2 separate regions of the Sus scrofa genome follow, and region 1 is linked to region 2. A link is a contact called in public Hi-C data. All regions are on one chromosome and are shown on one strand. Each heading gives the region's core, a stretch centred on a gene start, on an enhancer-like site or on the middle of the called end of the contact. The rest is flanking DNA. Distances are from core to core; before and after follow the strand shown.

What was found. A called contact is a pair of places that touch in the nucleus more often than the background predicts.
Region 1: a Hi-C map of skeletal muscle shows a contact between it and region 2, with 1.8 times the contacts expected there. The contact joins the promoter of SP5 here to the enhancer-like site in region 2. A contact is called at or near these places in 1 of 5 promoter capture datasets (liver), 4 of 47 Hi-C or Micro-C datasets (embryonic fibroblasts, heart right ventricle, skeletal muscle and 1 more) and 1 of 2 datasets of contacts at active chromatin or transcription factors (skeletal muscle).

Annotation. Positions count from the first base shown.
Region 1 is chr15:76,896,258-76,902,075 of Sscrofa11.1, forward strand. SP5 (transcription factor Sp5) reads left to right here and starts at 3,881. Exons shown (of 2, transcript XM_021075439.1): 1 at 3,881-5,622.
Region 2 is chr15:76,721,426-76,727,240 of Sscrofa11.1, forward strand. The region is part of intron 28 of MYO3B (myosin-IIIb); the gene reads left to right. Among named protein-coding and RNA genes, the nearest start is that of SP5, 180 kb to the right of the region's middle. Within about 2 kb of position 3,141, at least 2 of the 83 cell types and tissues checked have an H3K27ac peak or open chromatin away from gene starts, as enhancers often do. A contact at or near this core is called in skeletal muscle, where this site is marked.

The DNA of each region.
Region 1 (5,818 bases), core at 2,631-5,130, 180 kb after region 2:
TTTTTCCATTTGGCGTAATGTGTTTAAAGTTCATGTTGTAACAGGTAACAGTATTTCAGATATTCAGTATATCAAACTTTCTTATAGCTAATATTTTGTTGTATAAATGCAACACATTGCATATCCATTTATTCAGCTAATGGACATTGGACTGTTTCTACCTTTTGGCTATTGTGAATAACGCTGCTATGACGTTCATGTACAAGTCTTTGTGTGAATATATGTTTTCAGTTATCTTTGATTTATACTTAGGAGTAGAAATATAAGTCCATGTTTAATGTTCGAGAACTGACAGATTGGTTTTTTTTCAAAGTAGCTGCACCATTTTATATTCCTACTAGCAGTTTATGAGAGTTCCAGTTTTCCTACGTCCTTGTCAACACTTGTTATTATCTTTTCCATCTTAGCCATCTTGGTAAGTGTAAACTGGGATCTCATTTAGTTCTGATTTGTATTTCTGTGATGACTAATCATGTTGAGCAGCTTTTCATATGCTTATTTTCCTTTGGCAAATCTACTTTGGAAAAATGTCTATTCCAATCCTTTGTCTTTTTTTAAAATCAGGTTAGTCATCTATTGTTGAGTTGCATGGGTTCTTTATATATTATGGATACAAATCTTTTATTAGCTACATAATGTGAAAATATTTTCTCTCATTTTGTGGGTTTTCTCACTTTCTTGATGGTATCCTTTGAAGCAGAGAGTTTTAAATTTTATGAAGCCCAATTAATCTATTTTTTCTTTTGCCATTTATGCTTTTGGTGTATTTAAGAAGGCATTTTGCCTAACCCAAGGTCATGAGGCCTTACTCCTATGTTTTCTTCTATGAATTTTATAGTTTAACTATTGTGTTTGGGTCTATGATCCATTTAGAGTTAACTTTTAGGAATAGTCTAAGGAAGATGTCCTAATCATTCTTTTACATGTGGATATCCAGTTGTCCCAGCACCATTTGTCAAAAGAAGGGGTTTTTTGTTTTTGTTTTCTCTTCATTTTATCTCTTATTTCAACATGTCATCAAATGCTGCTCTTTTTCCCTTTAAAGTGTCTGGTACTCATTCACTACCATACCAGTTCCCAGACTAGCCCTTTCACATCTCACACCTAGATAACTGCATTGCCTCTATCCTTCTAAGCCCTCTCAGCAAGCCAACCCTCCTAAGGAAGGAAATTGAAGAAATGGAATTGAATTTATATAATTCACCTGCTCAGGAGCCTACGCTCAAGTCTTACTACATATAGCATCTGGGGCAAATTCTTCTCTCTGATTCTCTAACTTGGCCCCACCCTGTCTATACCAGCAAATCAAAGATGCAAAGCTTCATCTGTCAGGGTTATTCAGCTCCTCCCTGGAGAACCCAAAAAAGCTCTTATTTTTCCTTGCTGTACTTTCCCCCACCCCCATTGTCCTTCTTTCTATGTCCCCAATTAAAATTCCATAGGTCCTTACAGGCTCTTTCAAACCCAAGCTTCTTGATTAAACCTCCCTTAGGTACTCCAGCCCTTGCCATGGTCTCCTCTGAGTCCCTATTGCATTTGTGTGTTCTGTGGTACCAATCACTAGGCAGATGACACCAGCACACACAATTCCATTCTACCACCCAACACCCATGAGCATCTATTGAACAGCTACTGAAGTTCACAGCACTGCACAGGTGTGACACATATATGCCAATGTTGTTTCCTCCTGACATCAAATGGGAGATTCAAATTAGATAAGACTGTCCCTCCTAGATTTAGAATTCCTATCATTCACCTATTATATACTGATCCCAATTTGATGTTTAAGCTTAAAGATAATTCAAGGCTTCCAGTTGAAGAAATTTCCCAAAACAAAACCAGTGTTTTCCAGATTCCCAGCACCAGAAATTTCTTTCAACTGAAAGCCCTTGGCTGCAATAATGATCCAACCCCTGTTTCAGATGCAAGCATTATGATGCGATTTGGTCTGCAGTTTAAACAGCAAGTTGGCTGCAAATACTCAGAGTGTGTCAGATCGCAACACAGCACCCACCCACCACCATTTAAAAAATAAAAAATAAAAGCCTTCTAATTGAAGAGGCAAAGTTTGATCCCTTCCCTGTTGAGAGCTGAAAACAATAGCAGCTTTCTGCTCTAGCACAACTTCAAAAGGCTACGGAGTGGCTGCTCTAAGAATACTTAGTTGTAGATGACCAAACAAATGCACACACATCCTCCTGCGATTTTGCCCTACTAGTAAGAGAGAAATTCTGCACCCTCCCCTGCCATCACCTTTAATAAAGCAATGACTGGTATTGTATTAACTAGGCAGATGCCGGATCTTGGAAAGTTGAGACTTTAGAAGAGAGGAGGCGAGATTGGGCAGCGAAGCAACAGCCCTCTATAAGGAGCCAATGAATTAAGAATTTGTTAGAATGACCTAAATCATGTATAGATTTTTTTTTTTTAACCCACTGAAGGTGGGGGACTGGTTGGACTTATCTCAAAGGTGTGGGTCCCCAGTTGCTGCAAGAAAATGCCTGAGGCGAGGTACCAGGCTCGGGCGCGAAGTAGCAACCCCGGAGCTCTCAGTAAACACTCCTTCCTGGAGCGGATTCCGGAGCACACACAGCAGGCACAGCAGGTCGGTCCATCATACGAGTGCCTGTGCAGGTGCATCTACCCACCTCTCTTCGCGGGTGGCACTCGGTCAGCGCTCACCGCCTGCCCGCCCACGGGAAAAAAAAAAACCCAAAAAACAAAAAAACCGCGAGGCAAACTTCGCAGCCTTGGAACCGTGCTGCTTGGAGAGCCGCAATGAGAGCGGCTCCGCTGCGCCAACCACCGCCAGGAGGCTGGTATTCAACCTCCCCGCCCCCCGCCGCGGTTAAAGTTTGCTCCCAATTCGCCGCTTCCCACCCCCGCCCCCCGCCTCCACCCTCGGGCTGAAGGACCACAGAGGAGTTCCTGGGTCCTCCGCGCACAAACACACCCACCAACAAAAGAAAGCCCATTAAACCTTCCCTCCTGTGAACTCCCGCCCCAGCGGATACCTCTTTGAACTGACCCCCGCCCCCACAGCCCCCGCGCCGTCTGGGGCTCGCCAGGCCCTCCCGGGCTCACTCCCTCCTCCCGGCTGCGCACTTTTGCAGCGCGCTCGGTCTTTGATGTCTCTTTACATTATGGCAGAGCAGCCACACGCTCTTCCCGGGCGCGGGGCTTTGTGTAACGGAACTGACATTTGGCCTTGATACCTGTATCTCTTGGTGATTGCAACAAATTTCTAAAATAAATATTGTACTTTGATCTCCCAGCATTGCATTTTTAATGGACGCTCGGAACATTATTTCATTAAGAATAAGTTCTTCAGGAGCCCCGAGTGCAAAGGGAGAGAGACTAAACAGCACTTTGTAAAAGTCTCTCTCCAAACTTCAGCTCACGCCTGGGAAGGCTGAAATCCTGGCTGGTTTTCGCAAATGGAGATGAGGCCCAGACCCAGGACTTAAGTCAAGGGAGGGCCTATTGTGAGCTCACACTGTCCTGTAGACTTTGATTATATTACCACTTTTAAGCCTACAAGCACTACGCGGTGAACACTGCTAAAACCCGCATTTTACAAGTTGGGAAACTAAGGCACAATGCGGGTGAGTAACTTGCTGGCCAAGGTCACCAACTAGAAAGTGGCAAAGAGAAATCTGCGTTTAGATTTTCAGAGTTGGAGCTCTTAACACCAAGCCAGTATTCTCTTCCTCCCTGCTGGCCATTGATGGTGGTTTATTGGTTAATGGGGCATCTTGGAGAAAGAGTTCTATAACAACTGGAAACATGAACTGGCTTCTCTTGCGTTTTTGTTAAATTAATGAACAGATTCCACAAATGAGAATGCCTTATAGCCTGTTTGGCCCAGCCCGGCCCGCACCCCGCCCAACCACCGTTAGCCGGAGGTCGAAGAGCTCAGACAGAGCCTGAGAGGTCCCACTAAGGGACCATACCCGCTTGGACTGGGCCGACAGGTACCTTCGCGTGTTTGCGCTGTAGCACTCCCTAGCCTCTAACTTGCATGCGGAAAAGGGTTCCTTCCTGCCCCAGGCTTTGCCGAGAATCGATTTCTGCACGCCGTGCGGAAAGGTGTAGGTCTGCCCGGCCTCGGAGCAAAACACTAAGGCCCCTCCCTTTTCTGGCACCCAGAGCATCCGGACCTTCTCTTCAAGAGGCAGACCTCGTCGGCCAAGCTGGTTGTCACTGCTCACCGCTCCTGGGTGACACCTTGGAGAGAGGAGGGGCGTGCAAGGATGGGGCTCGCGAAGAGCTCATGGTATTGGGGCTGCATGCGGCCCATTCCTCTTCAGCAAGACGTTTCTATTTTGCTGGCGGGCCCTGGGCGTGGGGAAATGCAGGTCTGGTGGCGTAGGGTCCCAACCCCTAATGGGAGTGCAGAAAGCACCAACATACAACTCAGACTCTGAATCAGAAGCCTGCTAATGTTGGCCTAACCGCGGGCCCAGCACGGAGAATTGCCGCGGTGTGGTTCCCCCCGGAGGATGATGCACAGGAAGGAGGGGCGCGAGACGCCTCTGAGGATCCACGCAAGGCGGGCGGCCTGTGAGAAAGGAGGCCATGTACCCAGAGGCACACGTAGACCGGGCTCGGCCAAAGCCCAGGTGGCCCGCTCTGCTGAGCGGTCACGTGGACGGCGGGTGTGAGGCCTCTACCGCCATTCCCAGTCCCTAATGCCCTGCAGTTCCGTGAAGACCCCGAGGCGCCCCCACCCGCCTCTCCCTCCTCCCCCTCCGGTTCTCTTGGGTGAGGATATCTGGGTGTCCGCACTGCCCCTGCAGGGCGCGCCTTGCGCCCTGGACCGGAAGAGGCAGGTGACCAGCTGTCCGTTCTTGGCCAGGCATAGCGAGACGCGAGGGTTTAGGGAAAACACACCCGGAGAGTGTTTTCCTGACCCGGGCAAAGAATGCCCCGCGCCTGAAGAAATTTCTTTCCTTTACAAAGGTGACGGGGACAACAGTTTTTATTGACTTTTCTTTCTGGTTAGAGAGCCATCCTCGTACTATTTGTGGTTTGCCCTACAACAGCTACAGGGTCCTCCACCGCGCCTTACTTCTTTCGGGTAGCTCCCTGCAGGTGTGTGCGGCTTGCAGGAGCGCGCGCTCGCCTGGCAGGGCTTGGGCTAGGGCTGGGGAATTCTAGCATCGCTGGGGGTTTCAGTCGGGCCTAATAGCTATCACCTGCCTGCCCAGAGAAAGGAGAGCAAGATAGCAAACATTTTTCTCTCGTATGGCTCTGAGTGTCCTGCCAAGCTTAGCTTTGGGGTAAGTGCGGCCCGGGTGTTTTTTCCCAGGCTCACTATTTGCAAAAAGTTGTTGTGGCCGGAGAAAACTTTCAAGTCGCCAGCCAGCAGGAACATCGCAAGGGAGCCCCAGTTGCTCATCAGGCTGGCGGCCTGGGAGCGTGCGCACCACCCACCGCCACCCTGGGCGGCCGCCCGGCTCCGCCCCAGGTCACGGAGCTGCCCGCCACTCTGAGAAGGCCGGGCAGGGGCTGGAAGAGGGGGGAACGCGGTGGGCGGAGCGCGGGACGTCCCACGCCCAGCCCCGGGAATTCCCTCGGGTCCTTGGTGTGCTCGGGCCGGTGCGTGTGCTGTCTGGGTGTGTAAGTATGGGGGGAGGGGAGAATTACCCTGGTCTTCGTCTCAAAGTCCCGCGCCTGGAAGCTGAGGGCAGATTTCCCTGGAGATAACAAAGACACTTTGTCACTTTGGGCGCTGCCTGGGCGCAAATCTTTAATTGCAAGGGAGGGGGGGGGAGGGGTATCGAGTGTCTCAAGCAACCCAAGCGCGGGTCTCCAG
Region 2 (5,815 bases), core at 1,891-4,390:
ATGCTTAACCCCCTGAGCAATGCCAGGGATCATTCCCTCATCTTCATGGATGCTAGTCAGATTCCTTTCCACTGAGCCACGATGGGAACTCCTCTCCTAGTCTTTTCTAACTTTAGAAGGCTTGTTTCTTTAGCATCGTTGGTAGTTTGGCAATGAGTAGATGGCTGCAGTAATTTCCTGGAACTAGATTTTCAGGAATATCTCTAGGCAGGACATGTGTTTTTTTAAATTTGGAAATTTCTTTCATTCACTTGTTCAACTACTGTTTGTTAAGTACCTGCTTTATGCTGGAGCGACTACCATGGTGAACAATGGGATTTAATTTTGGCTTCTGAGTTTCCGTCTTCCATACAGAGGGCCAAAAAACACCCTCCCTCAAATGGATTCTGTTTGTATACGTCAGGTATGCCATAGTATGTTAAGACTCAGTGGAAGGGAGTTCTGTAATATGCCAATGCAATAACAAAGAGTCAAAATCATTATAAATCATTACAAAATACAGCTGAGGATATACACTGAAATGACCCATGCATCTTAAAATGATCATGGTAGATATTTTTCATGCTGACAAAGTTGTGCAGAAGCAGATTGTTGGACCACAAGCCAAACAGGCAAGGAAAGTCAAGTGAATGTACTATTGAGGGAAAATGTACGCTTTGAGCGGAAGGGAAATGAGCCGCCCCTCTGTCACCCCTTTCCTCATCTCTGTTTGTCATCCTACCTTTAGTCCACTGTTTCTTCACTCACTCTGTTTCTGCCGCTTAGAAAGATTCCTAGCCATTTCACGCAGAAGTATTATTCTTCAAGTTATGACAGGGGACAGGTTCCAGCCACCCTCTTCTTGGCAGAAGCCAGCTGCCTTTCCTCTCCTGGTGTTTTAGGCCATTTCCACACAGGAATAAAGCAGCAGCTAGGGGAAAGAATTCACCAGAGCATCTGAGCTCAAGCTGAACTGAGAACTCATGCCAGCTCCCCTCTCTTCTAAAGCTCAGATTATCTGAAGGCAGAGTGCCCATCAGGCTCACGCAAGGGTTCTGCTACATCCGCTTGCACTCTTTCTGGGTGTCTCTCCCTCTCTGTAGATAAAGATCTGTGCCTGATTTCTGACACGATGTTGGGGTGGACAAGCATGGCCATTTACTTTGGGAAAATGTGTCTTGTCTGTGAGCAGGGTTAGGATATACAGGAAAGCCCTGGAAGCATGGCCTCGAGGATAGGGTTTATAACAGAGAGAAGGCCTCATCAACGTTTCTATCAAGAAATGGGCTCTGCTAAACCTTGGGCACAAACAGTGGAATTCTTGCCATGAAATAACTTATAATGCAAAGAAATGTCCTTCAGTATAGAATCAAATTATTGCCCATGTTAGAAATAAACACCCAGAGGGCAGAGTACTATTCACCTAGAATAGAGTGCCCTTCACTTTGCACAAAGAAGCTGCAAAACCAACATGGGCTTGAGGTCCGTTTGTGCCTGCTATTGTACTGACATGACAAGGAAATGCTTAAGATGAAACTTTGGGGCAGCAGTCAGCACCCCAAGACTCGAGATTAAATTTCAGAGGAAGCCCAGAGAGAGAAGCCCTTCAGTTGGGCATCCGTTTCTCTGTCATGCACCTCACGAAGAGCTTCAGAATCGGGCTACAAAAAGGCAGCACCCCAAATGGAATCTTTACTACCTCCAATGCTGAGTGAGGCAGCGTTACTGTGATCAATAATAACTGATCAGCCTTGGTGTCCACGGTACACTTGACTTGCCTTTATGTCTTTCATTTTTTTTTTTTCCATACAGAATCTTAAAATGTGATATCATGTTTTATAACCCTTATTAGTTATTGGGCTTTATTCACATAATAATAAAGAAACATTTGGGGGGGGAATTAACTGTGCTGAGGCAAGAATTATTAGGCTTTTTTTTTTTTTTTTTTTCCTCAAAAGACTCCTGTGCATAGAAAGGCAGATTTTGTTTTCCCCCTAAGCAAATGAAACAGAAGCACAGAGAGTCTAAATCAGATGTCTCCCTTGGGTGTTACGGGAGTTTAACGAGTGGTCCCAGAGCTGGCTTCTGAGTCCTCACCAGGTGCTTTTTCTAGTAGACCACACTCTGCCGTTGGTTTCCATCTTGGATATGGCCCATGGACCCAGGGTACCAGTCAAAACTCTGGGGAGAATTGTATGTATCAGCCTAATCATGTATTCTTAGGAGTCACAACTACTGACTTTGAATCCTGGCTACCCCACCATTTGTCTTACGATTTGAGGGAAACTACTTAGCTTCTGAGCCTTAGTTTCCTTAGCTATAAAACAGAACTGTTAAGGTCTGATTCTCAGGACTGTCGTGAAGATGATAGCAGATAACATATGCAAAGCATCCTGCATGGTACCAGCGTGTGGCAGGTATTCGGTAAGCGTTCATGTCCTCTCTGTAGCCCCTTAGTATGAAAATAGCTGAGCGGGGAACATCAGTCTGTGAAATACTCTTCTATGATGAGAATAATAATGTTATAACTTCAAAAAGATGAAACTCTTTTTCTCACTTTTGAAGGAAAAAATAGTACCTGTCAAATGCACATGCAGTTACAATAAAACCTTTATAAGTGAGAGAATTTTCCAAATCTTATGTCTTGCTTATCTGTCAGGGGAAAATTAAAATACGACAAGAGCATATGAAAGATTTCAGGTAGGTTTTTGTTTTTGTTTTTGTAAAGGGCTGTGCTCCATCATGCTGAGAGCTTGATTCCTTTGTGGAGGTAAATTTTTCAGTGACCTCAAAATTGTTTTAAAACTTAGGTTGTGAGCTGCTGTCATCATTTTTCCCACTCATGGCCTTGCGGTCTTTCTGCAACTTGTTCTGTAAAACAGCAAGTCCCCTCCTCACCCCCTTCCAGAAGTCAGAAATTCTAAAATTCAGGAGCTAAATATCTCCCAGATTTGTTGCCCTCTGGTGTGGAAAACAAGTCGCCTTTCAGATGTCTAAAGAGTTGGAAGATGTCAGTGAACCTATCATATTTAACCCACAGTGACGGGTGATTGGCAGCATAACAGCTGAGCGACAGCCATTTGGCCAGGAGTTCAAACCCCAACACGAAGAGCCATAGCAGGATCACGGCTTGATTTGCTGTGGCCACGAAGTCTGAATCACCAAGCACAGAGGCGGAGGCAGAGGTGACAGCTGGTAGCCATTCTCGTCAATAAAGTTGTGACGGGTGAGATGTACAAGCAACCAGAGCCTGCTAATTTCATAGACTTTGAGCCAAGTGCTTAGTGTCAAATCCAGCTATGGTCAGTGATGCAAACGGTTGTGAAGGGTCCCTTGTCAACAGCATGGCTCTCCCTTCCAGACTCTCCTCCTAGCGGGTTAGAAGCCATTGCATCCTGCTGTCCAGAAACAATCCAGTTTGAGGAGAAGGACTTCTCCTTTTATTATTTTTTTAAGTTATGGTAACTTTTGAAAAGTCAGATTTTATTTATTTTATTTGTGTTTTACAAACAGTAAAACACAAGCAGTTTGATAAAATTAGATGAACACATACTGTCAGGTAACCCCCGTCACAATCAAGAAAAAGTACATTTCCAAAGAGTTCTTTCGTGCCTCTTCTGTTGTTCGTCCCTTCCCCACCCCCAGCTTCTGGTGCCCACTAGTGCTTTTTCTGTCCCTGTCATTTTGCGTTGTCCAAAATGTCGTTTAAATGGAGTCATATGGTATGTAGATGTTTGAGTCTGGCTTCTTTCACTTAGTATAATGCTTTTGAGATTCATCGGTGGTGTTACATGTATCAGTAGTTTGTCCAGCAGTTTCACTGCTTGACGTAAGTCTGGTTTATGGACATACCGCAATGTGGTCCATTTACCAGCTGAAGGGCATTTGTTTCCAATTCCTGTGCTTGTGAGTAAAGTGCTATCAACATTCAGAACCTTGTCTTTTTAAATTTAGAGGAAAGCAAATAACTTTGCTTTATAGAAAGCCAGGGTGATCCCAGAGGTGGAGATTGTTTCCTCCTTGATTAACCAAATCCTTATTTTTTATAACATCCTGTGCTTTTTGCATAGCAATTTACATTCCAGACAAAGGACCTCCACTAAACTTATTCCTGTAATTATCATAATAACCCTGAGAAGTAGGCCCATTTTACAGATCATGGCTAAGAAACCTCCCTGCAATTCAGACTGCCTGACTCCCGATTTGCTGTCCTTCCCCTAAAACCTATTCTGAACATCCTGTCTCCGCACACTCTGCTGGGTGCCTTTGGGGTGTTCACAAAAACAACATAAAACTCTTAGATTTGTTTTCCTTCAAAAGAGGGGACAGTTCGATGCTCCAAATCATATATCATCAGAGAAATACAAATTAAAACATCAGTGAGATACCATTACACACCTATTGCAATGGCCAAAATCTGAACACTGACAGTACCAATGCTGGTAAGAAACGAGAGCAATGGGAACTCATATTCATTGCTGGTGGGAATCCAAAATGGTGCAGCCGCTTTGGAAGAGAGTATGGTAGTTTCTTACACAACTAAACATACTTACCATTAAGATCCAGTAATTGCTCTCCTTGGTATTTATACAGAGGATTTGAAGACTTATGTTCACACAAAAGCCTATACCTGGATGTTTAAGGCAGCTTTATCATGATTGCCAAAACTTGGAAGCAAACACAGTGTCTTGTAGGGGCATGGACAAACTGTGGCACATCCATACAGTGGAATGTTTTTTAGCACTAAAAAGAAATGAGCTCTCAACCACAAAAGACACAAAGGAACTTTCAATGCATAGTACTAAGCGAAAGAACCCAATCTGAAAAGGGTATTTACTGTATGACCCCAACTGTATGACAAAAGGCAAAACTGTGGAGACAGTAAAAAGATGCGTAGTTGTCAGAGAGTGGGGGGCTGTGGGGAGGGATGAGTAGGCAGAACACAGAGGATTTTTAGAGCAGTGAAAATACTCTATGTGGTACCATAATGATGGATACGCATCATTATATATTTGTCCAAACTCATAGCATGTACAACACCGAGAGCAAACTGTAACGTAAACTATGGACTTTGGGTAATTGTGATGTGTCAGTGTAGGTTCATCAGTTGTAACAAATGTACAGTTGATGGGGGATGTTGATAATGGAGAAGCTGTGCACATGTGGGGGCAGAGGATACACGACTCTCTGTACCCTCTCCTCGATTTTGCTGTGAACCCAACACTGCTCTAAAAGTAAAGCCTTTTTAACAAGGGGGGACAGTCTCAGATGGAACCAGGACCAACACACCTATCGCAGGTTTGAAAGGAGTTCTAAACCAGGGCCCACTAACACTGCCCCAAGAAGCAAACAATGTATGAAGTGCTCCCCAGTCTTTTGGGGAAGCAGGCAGGGCATATTTTATAAGAAGTAAATCCAATCCGAGGCTGCTGGGAGTAACAGTCCTAGATGCTTGAAGGGAAGGGGTGGGGGGCTCCCCCTGGAGCTCCAGGACAGGCAAGAAACTGACCTCCAGGGTAAAGGTGAGGGCAGCCTCCCCGCTTTGCTTCAAAGTCAGAGAGAGCAGGTACCAGGCAGGCCTTTCTTTGAACTCTGTCAGAGTGTGACTGTGATAATGCCTAGAATTAAGCAGTGGCGAATCAAAGTGGAAAATGTGCTGAGGCTAAAAATGATCAGATTTCTTTTGTGGGGTGGACATGGGGACCAGGGTTTCTGAGGGAGCCGTAGGGGAAAAACGTGTCAATGAGATTCTATTCTTTAAGAAAAAATTCCACTCTGTGCCGCTTTTGGTGGCATTTGCCTGTTGGACCTCCCACAAGTTGGCCTCTTGAAATTC